2 separate regions of the Mus musculus genome follow, and region 2 is linked to region 1. A link is a contact called in public promoter capture Hi-C data. All regions are on one chromosome and are shown on one strand. Each heading gives the region's core, a stretch centred on a gene start, on an enhancer-like site or on the middle of the called end of the contact. The rest is flanking DNA. Distances are from core to core; before and after follow the strand shown.

What was found. Promoter capture Hi-C pulls out the DNA fragments that hold promoters and counts their contacts.
Region 2: a promoter capture Hi-C map of hippocampal neurons shows a contact between it and region 1, with 2.4 times the contacts expected there. The contact joins the promoter of Nars2 here to the enhancer-like site in region 1. A contact is called at or near these places in 7 of 39 promoter capture datasets (3T3-L1-derived adipocytes, cranial neural crest, embryonic stem cells and 4 more).

The regions. Positions count from the first base shown.
Region 1 is chr7:96,277,764-96,283,942 of GRCm38.p6, forward strand. All of the region lies in intron 1 of Tenm4 (teneurin transmembrane protein 4), which reads left to right. Among named protein-coding and RNA genes, the nearest start is that of Mir6394, 25 kb to the right of the region's middle. Within about 2 kb of position 3,283, at least 4 of the 459 cell types and tissues checked have an H3K27ac peak or open chromatin away from gene starts, as enhancers often do. A contact at or near this core is called in hippocampal neurons, where this site is marked.
Region 2 is chr7:96,949,303-96,954,866 of GRCm38.p6, forward strand. It overlaps Nars2 (asparaginyl-tRNA synthetase 2 (mitochondrial)(putative)), which reads left to right and starts at 2,225. Exons shown (of 14, transcript NM_153591.4): 1 at 2,225-2,642. The coding sequence starts at 2,502.

The sequences.
Region 1 (6,179 bases), core at 2,033-4,532:
ACTCAGGGGGTGACAGGCTGCAATTGAAGAGGCTTCAGCCAGTTAAGTGCCGCAAACCCTTGCACGGGTTCTGAAGCGGCTTTCAGAGCCCTGTGATTCGGGTTGGTAATTTGGTGGTGGCCTTGCTAGTGAGTCTTGGCTCTTCCTTAAAGAAAAAAAAAAAGGTTTCATCCCCTGCTAGGATGTAGCCTGCTCTTTTGTTGTCTAGAGACTAGAGACAGTTACAAGCAGAGAGGGTGGGGAAGAGATTTTATAAGGAAAGAAAAGAAAACGAGAATAGACTTACATGACCAGAAATAGCCTGTCCATAGAGCTGTCTTCTTACTGGAATTGGGAAGGCAAAGGAAGGGGAGGCTAATATTTGTCTGTTGTTCACTGGGTTGCAGATTCCTATCACTCTTGACTTTTGAACTCCACATATCTCCACAAGACAGGTGTTGTTACTCCTATTTTTTAGGTTGGAAATTAAGGTTAATCAGCTTGCCCAACACAATGACAACATGGTGGTGTGGATGCTGACAGTGACGGTAAAGCTGACATTTCTGTGGCAATCAATCTCTGCTCTCAGTTCTTTGTAGGGACTGTGCTCACTGACTGCCTCCTCACCGTACAGGGGCGGTTAGCCTAAGTGTTTTTCCTAAGAAAGCCTGTGTTGCTAGAGAACGGAAGGATTGACGAAAGACGTCCAGTCTGAGCAAGGCTTGCACTCTGACTCCTAGGATGAAAGTGGGAAAGAAGATCCGAAGGGCTGCAAATACACATGATCGCCACACTGCGCCCTGCGCCTGCTTCTGGGAGGGGACAGTGCTAGGTACAGTGGTCTTGGGGTCACCCGAGTGCTGGCTGCCTGTACTTGTTGCTTCAGCTTTTCCTGTATTGACTGCTCACTGTCTCCCGTCCAGGCATGTGGAAACTGACGCTCAGGAGGTCAAGTGATTTACCCAAAATCATACCACTAATTGGGGCTCTGGGCTACTTTTAAGCTAGATGATTTCCTTTGCTGGCTCATCTCATTAAATTTAAAGAACTATTCCTGCAGGCCTGATCCGTTGAACAAACAGTGGCTCAACAAAAGCTGCACAGCTGCCCTTAGCAGCTCTTGCTGGGGGCCTGAGGTGAGGCTGGCTAGGCCTGCCTCAGAGGACTCTTGAGTTTTGGGGTTCACTGTGAACTTGTTCCTTCTTGCTCCCTCCCTAAGGAGCCACAGAGAGCCAGAAATGGCAGGACTTGGCTTCTACCCCTTAAGTAAAACCACAGCAGCCTCCACTTGCCTTAGTCAGATCTAGTTACAGCCAGATAGACATCAATTTTTATTGCTGTTAATTCCACACAATGAGGGTTTAGACTCTTGATCCTGAGAAACAAAATATGGCCCCCAAAGGGAAGATCAAGACCTATCCAAATTGTCTTTTTTTTTTTTTTTTTTTTTTGCTGCTTTAAGAAAGAAGCACCTGCCGCCCCCCCCCCCAATACCAGGACATTGGAATTTCACATTTGTTTCCTTTCTCTCATTATTCCACATATTTGAATCAAAATGATGATAAATTGCTCCATTGTAGATGGTTTCAGCCGGACATTGATATATTGGATTAATTGGATTAAGACCAATGAGGTTTTCCAAATCCCCAATCCATATAGCCAATAAAATAATAACAAAATATGTATGTTCACACACACACACATATATATATATACATATATATATATATATGTATACAATATGTTTATTATACACACACATTCATTGAACATAGATGAGTATACAAATGTATGTATTCACAAGTACCTGTAGAAAATAATAGCAGTTCTTCCATGGTACCTAATCAATAACAGATGTGTACCAGGCAAGGCTTGCCATGTGCTATCTCCTGGTAGAAAAAAATAGAAGTTCTAAGGAACTATTTTCTTAGACTTTTCTGGAGAGGGTGAGTGAGGAGGCAGGATAGGGATGGGGTGAGAATGAAAATGATCAGGCACCAGAGCCATGCGCCATGCTGTGTTAGTACCCTCTTCATGGCTGTTTCATAGGGAAGGATTCAGGTAGCCCTTGACTAGAACATCCTCCATGTTCATGTGGAGGTAAGAAGGGAAGAGAACACATCCCTGCATGCACAGGGATGCCTTTATATGTACACACACAGATCCCCCTTGGCTTCCCAATCTTACCATGTGATTTCCAAATGGGACTGTCAGAAATTTTAAATGATGGGTATGGCTCTCATAAAATTTCTCTCAGACAACCTGTCTTGGTAGAGTCTGAGCTCAGCAAACTTCAGTCTAGTGACCAAATCCAGGCCAGCCCCACATCTATTTTTATATGACCCATGCATGTACTAAGGATAGCTCCTATGTTTCAAATGTTATGAGGAAATAAAATCACAAGAAGAATATTTTGTGGCCGGTGAAAGCTGTGTGAAATTCAAATTTTAGTGTCCATAAATAAATGTCTTTTGGAAGACAGCCACACACGTTTGTTTCCATGTTGTCGGTGGCTATTTGGGGGCTGAAGTGGTAACACTGCGTTGTGACAGAGACCGTAAGCTGTGGGCTGGGAGTCCTGTGCCTCCTTACTTCCTTTCTTTGCTCCTGCTGGGTTCTCTGCTCTTGTGTGGGCACCCCAACCCCATTTCTCACAATCCAGCTCTCCAGGCTGATATCGAGGCCACTAATTCTGGGAGGTGAAACCTTTTCCCACATATCCCCTAATGCCAGTGGGAATTTGGAACTGGTTACTCAATCTGTCTAAAGTTAAATTTAACCATCTATAAAACAGGACTGATAACACCTATCCTTTGGGCACGTCTCTCAGCAAGCATGTTCTTAGTTGGTGTTACTAGCCCTGATTGAATGCATGCTACAGAATTTAGTGTGCCCCGAAAGTTGGCCTATCCTACCAGGGTACCATGACCTAGAGTCATTTTACATGGCTTTTCTCTCCTTGAGGACATGTAGAATATCTTTATGTATCTTCAGCCTGGTCATGGGAAGGAGTCCAGGAAATAGTCTCAGCACATATGAGTCATAATCTCCCTTTGTAGTCACAAATGTCATAAAAGCACCCCCTTACCTCTTTTTTGTTCACCTCCTCGGAGAGCTGTTCTGTTACCATCCCCTGCCTGGATTCAGGTCCCACACTGTTCTAATTTATTTTATTGACCTTTCTAGTTGCTGCCATGCTGGCAGAAATTTAACAGCCAGCTTTCCGAAAGGAAAAGAAGAGTGGTCTGTGTAGTGTTTGCCAATTTCTCTGATGTTCTCACAGTAGCCAATCTGTGCCTCCTGACATAAGGCCTCTGTGTGTGGGGCTGCAAATTGGGACACACAAATTGGTCTCTAAGCATGTATACGATGTCACACACAACCTGCTACTCTACGTTCAGTGACTTAGCTGCTTCCTGTTGATCTCAGCAAAAAAGCTCCAAGTCCTTAATACTTAATACACTTACAGACCTCACAAATTAGCTCTGCTACCTACCCCCCAGGCTTGTCCCCTCCCCGGGTCTGTCTGTCTGTCTATTTCTCTCTCTCTCTCTCTCTCTCTCTCTCTCTCTCTCTCTCTCTCTAGTCATTCTTCTGAGCTCCACACACCATGCTCCTCCATCGCCTCTGTCTTCCCAGGTCTTCCAAGATGCTCTGGAACAGCTTCCTTGTTCCCATGCTCTAGGTACCTTCTATTGGCCTGTACTTTTGGCTATTGCAGTAGATTACTAATCTGCTCAGTTATCCATTGCTACTGCCTGTTTCCCATCAGAGTATAAGCTTCAAAATACAGCACCCATAACTCACATTCCATCCTGGGGTCCTGGGTCTCTGGCATGGGGGAAGCTTAGAGAATCCTTCTCAGAAGGCTGCAGGGCCCAGCCTTCCTGGGTATTTGATTTCTGTCTTGGGCATAATTTCTAAATACTTGGATCTTATTTACTTTAATATCTTATGTTTTTAGAACTCATGATTTGGTGGCTTCTGGGAGCACTGAGGCTATCTCCTACCAGAATATGACAAGCCTCAGATGGAGAAAAAGTTGACAAGCTACATTTTTAAGATGATGAAGCACTCTGTCTCAGTTCTTTGGAAGGAAAGTTATCCATCAGAATCGTCCTTCCTTCATGTTGATGGGACAAATGTTGGTGCTTAACATCCTAGCTCAAAACCCCTTGGGCCTGCCATTTTTAGTGGCAAAAATTGAAAAACAATCTGTTATTCCTGTGTTGCTAATTCCATGTAATTTTCTCCAAAGTGAGAGTTGCAATCCATCCCATATTTGTCCTACAGTCAGAGGATCGTGGATTATTGGGGAAAAAAACCCTCTTTGGGAGGCTTTTGAAATATGTCTCCCAAAGGTTTTTGTTTTCCTTTTAAAAACATCTACAGTTTTTTTTTAAAGTGTGCCTATTGCATCAAAAATGGTGCTAGTGAATAACTTTGAGTATCTCTATTCAATTCTCTTGGGAAAGGAGAATTATAAGATGACAAATTCCAAGTGGTTTTTGAGTGAAGGCATAGGCTAACTATGAGAACATTGTAGCTAGAATTGTGCATGTATGTGAGACTGAAGTAGGGTTAAGTTGCCTCCCTGGCATGTTCTGATGTATGGTTTTGGGGCCCATTATAACCCCAACACTATGTGATTATAATATTTCAAGGGGTTGCTATTGAATGAAACATAATGGTGTAACAGGTATTAGTGTAAGAACCATTGCTATTAATAGCGTATGACAATACATTGCCTACTAGCAAATTGGCCTTACTTTGATTTTACTATACTTTTCTATACCTATGAGAATTTTAGTTAAATCTATGTGAAATCTGAAATTGCTCCTTACAGAGATAACTGGGGGTGGGGTGGAGATATCAGACTTAAACAAGAAAGAAGTGATAAGACTATGAAGGGAGCAGGAGAAAAGATGATGATGAGAGGAATCTCAAGCTCTCTGTCTCATGTCTTGCCTTCCAGACAGAACCATGAAGCTTGTGGAGTATACTGAGATGTAAGGAAGGGTGACAGTGATCTGATGTGCTTGAGAAAGCACATGTAGCCTGGGACCCTAGGGACCAGTGCTGTTCCCTCCACTGTTATATGTCTGTGCCCAGCAATGGCAGGCTCTGACACACAGCATTAACAAAGCTTGCATGTGTTTAACAAGTGGTTTCTGTGTCCAGATCTAAGAATACTCTTCCTCCTTCTTCATGGATAGCATTTGAAAAATAGCTCCTCAGTGATGTCACTTGGATAAAATAAGGGTCACTCCAAGAATTTGCTGCTTCAATCAGCAAAATACCCTTTGCTCTTGGGGAATAAGATGGATTGGGCAAGTAGAAGGTGGCTCCAACTGAAAACAGCCATGTCTGTGAATGTTAAGATGAATGGTAAGACTCATCCCTTTGGACTAAGAATCACTTACCACAAGGCACACGAAGTCACGGGTATGTCATTAAGACAATGGGGAAGAAAGATCTCCAAGTGTTTCTAGCCATCTAAGATTAGTATCTAAAGAGGAAATATGTAGTCCACTGCTACTTAAAACCATCATAGATGTAATAGCTTCTCTTCTTAAAGTATGTAGAAGATATATCATCACCATTATTATTACTAGCAGTAGTAGTTTCATTTAGTAAAAACATGAGAAGATTTCCTAAGTTTCTTTATAATCTTGATCCATTCCCCCCAAATAATTATGAAATGCACAGTCTGTGTAGGTCTGCTGCTATGGCCACACACTGAAGTCCCTCATAACGACTGTATCATTTAAACCTTCCCCTAGTTGGGCTAGATGTGTGCTTTCTTTCCACTGCTCAGAAATACATGGACATGCATTTCAGGGAGAGATTCAGAGACAGCTGAATTCCAGAGACAGACTGTACCACAGAATCATAAGTTGCAGGACCACAAGTCAAACTGAGGTCAGCCAAACTCCAAAATAAAGCCAACATCAATGCATCACAAATTTTCTGACATTGTACACTTTCAAGTGTATGTCGTTTTGCTTTCCGACTGGGGAATGAAAGCTCGAATCAGAAAGAATCTAAAATGATTTAAGGTAAACTAAATGGGCTGGGTAGGGACAGTAGCAACAGTGAACCCACAGCCACCGTTGTCAAGCAGACAGCCCTTGCTCATTATAATAATTTTAAAAAGTAGGTGTTCTGACATTATTCTGTTCATTGTTCCAAGAAAAGTT
Region 2 (5,564 bases), core at 975-3,474, 670 kb after region 1:
TATCTAGTTTCATGAGACCCGAGCCTTCTTAATCTGGGGTATTCTTCTCAAGAAAGAGAATATATTATAAACATAAGTAGTTGTCAGCTTAGAACAGAAGAAAGAATTGTAAGAAGTTTCTGGTTTAAGTTAGCTAAAGTGTGTTGTGTAGAACCCTGTCAAAAATCTTCCCAGAGAGGCTACAGAGATGTCTCAGTTTTTAAGAGCACTGGATGCTCTTTAAGAGGACCTGGGTTCTATTCCAAGCACTCAAATGGCAGCTCATAACTGTCTATGACTCCAATTTCAGGAGATACAACATCCACTTTTGGTCTCTGTGGATACCAGGAACATATTCGGTACATAGATAGATACACATGCAGGCAAAACACCTATACAAGTAAAAAAAATTTTTTTTTTACTTAAAAAATAATCCTTCACAGAGTTTAGGGGTAACACTGACAGAATTCACTGCACAGATAAAAAAAATAGCAGAGAGTAACACCATAGACATTTCATTTCTGATTCTCACTCCAAGTCACTTCAGGAAACTTTGTGAATCAGAGAAAGTCTGGTAGCCAAGTCTTTATGTTGTAAGAGGAACAATTCATGGGTGTTTAATCACTAGGGTAACAAAATGAGTAAGAACATGGATGAAACAAGACTGTAAGTAACTTGGGGTATACGGCAAAAACTCTAAACTTCAGTTTCTTCTAAGCAAGAGTGACTGTGATGATGGAGTTAAGACGTGAGGAGTTCTTGGCAGGGAACAGCCACTCTGTGACACTCTACCTATCATTATGGCTGGCACGGTACAACATTCACGTTAGAAATGTCATTCCTGCTGCTATCGGGAAGGCGATGAATCTAAAGGCAGACGTGTGGATCCAAACACTGAAAGCAAATCAGAAGATAGAATTTAACACAGTAAAGGATAAACGGGAGCAGTTGGGTCTGAGCACAAAGCTTGCAGGCAGTGATCAGCTTTCACTACACACTTTAGATTACCCACTGCTAATTTCCCATTTTACCCACTGGGGTCCCTTTCCCTTGAGTTACTGAACAATGGTTCTCTGCTTAGTTTCCTAATTAACCCTTTGCCTTAAGTAGAGGAAGATAGTCTCCCTGAGACTTAGCAGAGCAAAGAGGAGGAAGAAAGATGAGACAGAAGAATTAACCTGAAGAGAAATTGAGCTTGCTGGTTGCTGGTTTCACTTTTTTTTTTGGGGGGGGTATCGAATATACTTTTATACTTTAAGATATAAGCTATCTCTACATATTTGGAAGGCTACAAGTTTTTGATTTTTCCTTTCTCAAGGTTCCAGAAGTGCCCCAAAGTATTTTTATTGGAGATATTTTCAAGTCTGTCCAGAGAAGAGTTTTACAATTCTTTCAGGCCATTTTCCTTCCCAGCAGATTTTCCTGTCCTCCTCTTACAGGAAAATTTCTGACATTCTCATCTGGAAAAATTCTAACCTTCCTCAAACTCAGCCTAATTATCTCTTTCTCTGGGTCGCCACTCCACTTACCACACACATATCTATGTGTGCTCTTGCTGGGTATAATGTGATGGTTTCTCTCGGTTTCTGTCTCACTGTCTCTTTGTCTGTCTCTGTGTCTCTATCTCTCCCTCTCTGTCTCTGTTCCCCAACCAACATCTTTTCATCATAAGCTCCTTGATGAACAGGACTATGTATGGTGTCTCATCGTGGCAACTTAATTAGTCCTTATTTTGACCTTTTCTTGTTTAACTAGATAAAAGCATTATCATGTGTCTCACTGAGTTACGAAAAAATATTTTTGTGTAAACTTAAAATGTAGCTGAATATATGCAAAGGCCATTTTTTTCTTTTCAAACAAATGCAAGTAAGAGAAAAGATTTGCCCATTCTGGCAGGCAAAGCTCCTTTTTAAGCAACGAATTGTTTGGCTACCACCCAACAGTGACTTCAGCAGGTACTACGTCTGGAGACTGACTTCCCAGAGCTCAGAACTCCTCTCCACCCCTAAGACTCTGCACAGACACTTGCCTTCTGCATCTGTCAATACTGCCCACAAGTATTCCTCAGTCTCCCTAGAGATGACCCAACAGTAGCTATTTCTGAGAAACCTGAGACAGCCCTTGCGCCTTAGCCCCGCCCACCTCAGCTCCTGCACCGCCCCTACCGGTGCGGCGCCTCACGAGCTCCCGGACACAATCACGCATGCTCAGACTCCACCCAGCGTGATGACGGAAGAGCGAGCACGGGGTGACGTAGCTCAGTTGCAACGTGCTTTAAGTCTGGGTCTGCACTCCGGTCCCATGTACGGTGTGACACTGACCGCTGTGTTCCGTGTAGTCGAACCTTCTGTGCTTTCGGGAGCGGGACGCGGAGGTGGGGTCCCGTGGGAACTGCTCGGGGCGCGGAGGGAAGAGCGACAGGAGCGCATGACGGCAGGACTGCGCGGCTGAAAAAGGCTGCTCTCGGGGACTGTGAGCCGGGACGTAGCCCGGCATCCCGTGGAACCCTGTCCGGTCTCGCCATGCTCGGGGCCCGGCGCCTGCTCGGCGCGCTGCGCCTCTGTTCCTCCGTTTCCTGCCCCAGGCCCCGCGCGTCTGCCAAAATGCGCGTGCGGGACGCCCTCAGGGTCCAGGACGCGAGAGGGGAGTGCGTAACGGTGCAGGTGGGTGTGTGGAAAGACTGCTGCCTGAGCTTGCTTGACTTGAGCTGTCTCCAGAGTCTACACTTCTGGGACCGCACTGTTATTTTTGCAAATCGTTCTGACGATCACAAGTGCAGCAGCTGAGTTTTCATGACACCTAGGGGTTTCTTGTAAACACTTTAATCATGCGGAAAAGTTGAAATGAACACTCCCTTATTTATTTATTTATTTATTTAGTTTTATAGTAATAACTTGGGATGCTTTGCCCTAGTTCCTTGAGAACAGAAATTCTGTCTTTCCTTTTTTCCTGTTCACCTGGCTGGCAGGAAATAGTGGTTCCAGGTGTGTCCAGCCTTTTGACATTGCAACATGAGGTCTCCACCTACCAAGTTCATACTTGAGTTACCGCCTCTACCCTCCAGTTAAAAAGTCTCAAAGTTTACGAGTCCGTGTTGGGCTGCATTCATAGCTATCCTCAGTTGCTCACTGCGGCTCATTGTACACAAGTTGGACACAGGAGAATCCATACCTTTTCAATTTCAGTCACTCAGGCTCCTGAGATTTCCATGTATTTAAACTAGGAGAAAGAGCAGAATGTTGTAGTTTGACAAGCTAAGGGCTGCAGTTGCCTTGGCTTAATTCGCTTGCCCTACTATGTAGCTTGTTACTTATAGGCATGTCACGACAGTGCCTCAGGCCCCAGTTTCTCTTATGAAAATGGAGATAATAGTCTATATTTTGGAGAGTTCTGAAAATTAAACGGGTTAATGAAGACAGGCTATTTAGAACAGAGGCCTCTCAGTCAGTGTTAGATGCTGTTATTTGTGACAGCTTTGAATAAATTCCTAAAAGCACAGAAAGAGTAAGACTGGTGCTTGGCTGTTTCCTCTTGAATTACTGAAATAAACTAATAGGTCTTACCCATATTCCTGATATCTGGCACTATGACCAAGCTGTTCTTCCTTGCATTTCTTTGGGTTTATTACTTGTTCCATGATCCCAATCAAAAGTTATCAAAACTGTTTGCTGTACTCTTTGTACCTTGATTTGTGTGATGAACAAAAGAAGAGTCAAAGATGAACTGAACCTACTACGGAGGTAACAGACCTTTTATTTGGGTGCTTAGTGGTATAATATGGAAACTGCTAGTCAACTTGTGGCTCTGAGCACCTGAGTGTGTTTCAACTGCATGGAGGTGTGTTGTAAGAGTAAAATATATAATAACTTTGAGGAGTAAGGAAATATAAAAATATAAATATATTCAAAAATAAAAATATGTTTATATTGTTTACATGTGAATGATATTCAGAGTATAATTGAATAGCATGTTATTCATTACCTATTTTTACTTTTAATGTAAGGACAAATCTTTTTAAAGATTAATTTTATCTTGTATTTGTGTATGTGTGTCTGCATGAGTTTATGACACATAGATAGGAATACCTATGGAGATCCGTAGGTGGTGTCAGATCCCTTGGAGCTGGAGTTACAAGGAGCTGTGCGCTTCCCCAGAAGGTACTAGGAACCAAATGTGGGTCCTCTGAAGGAGCAGAAAGTGCTGTTATCCTTGGAGCTAACTCTGTAAAACTCACATTATATTCCTGTTTAGCCCTAGTTTACAGCAACGTGGTGGTTATGAGTGGTACAAATAACGAGCTCTAAGAAAACAGGGAGTTCCTGAGCTGTGTGAAGCTCAAGAAGGTGTTACTTGCATATCAGGCTGTCTTGGAGGATGGTATCCCCAGGTAGGGTAACTGATGGACTGTACATAGCTGCAGGATGTGTTCCCAGGCAGGACGGGAAGGAAAGAGCATTCTAGCGAAGCTCGTTGATACTTCAGAATAGTAACTGTATTTGAGTTCCAAGTGTACTACCTGATAATTTTTTTCTACCTGGATTATCTTTTAAATTTTTTTCTAAGTGTCTGTTCTTTTCACAAATGCGCACAGCCACTTTGTTTAGCCCTTGTAAGGATTAAATAGCACAGTACTTAGAATTTAGGACAGAAGCACATAAGAAGTGCTCCATATGAACTTTCCAACAAATGAACATAAGAGTGGTGCTTTCGAAGTTACCGTTGACCGAGACTGAGCAACTGTGGGTGCCGTTGGGGGCTGGGTGCGATGAAGTGCCCTGTACAGGAGACTGAGTAGGTTACACTTCATGCTCTGCGGCCCCTCTGTAGTCACATAACCTTGGGTTCACACGTGAACACCAGTTCATCAGCACTGTATTTAACAGCCTGGAGCCACCGTTTACTTATTTGTAAGAGAGGTGTGATAATCATTAGGACTTTTATGAGATGGAAACAGTATGAGACAGTATATAAAGGAAGTAAGCTTTTATTTTTAACATGACACATGTCCAATAGGTAGTAGATATTCTTTCACTTAAAATGTGTGTGTGGGAGAGATGGCTCAGCAGTTGGAGCACTTGGTACTGACCTAGAGAACCAGAATTTTTTTTTTTCCAGAGGAGCTGAGTTCATTAGCAGAACCTAAACAGGGAGGCTTTCAACTACCCTAAGTCCAGCTTCAGGGACTCAAGTGCTCTCTTCTGGCCTCTCTGGGCACCTGCTCTTACATATATATCATACACGTACACATACACATAAGTGAAAATATAGAGGCAGAGTGTCATGGCGCACACCTTTAATCCCAGTTCATGGGAGGCAGTGGCAGGCGGATCTCTCTTAAGTTCTGTGCTGGACCCCAGACCTTGTCTCAAAAACAAACAGCAACAAAAACATTAGATTGTTATCTATGTACTAGCAATAAACTTAAAAACAAGTAAGGGTGCCTCTTTCCCTTAAAGTATTTTGTGCATACCTGTAATAGTGTCTGTAGGTGTTGCTGAGCGACAGACATGGTAGTAATAGGAGGGAGGGTGTGTGTGTGTGTGTGTGTGTGTGTGTGTGTAGTCTCATCTCTTGCTTTTCACAAG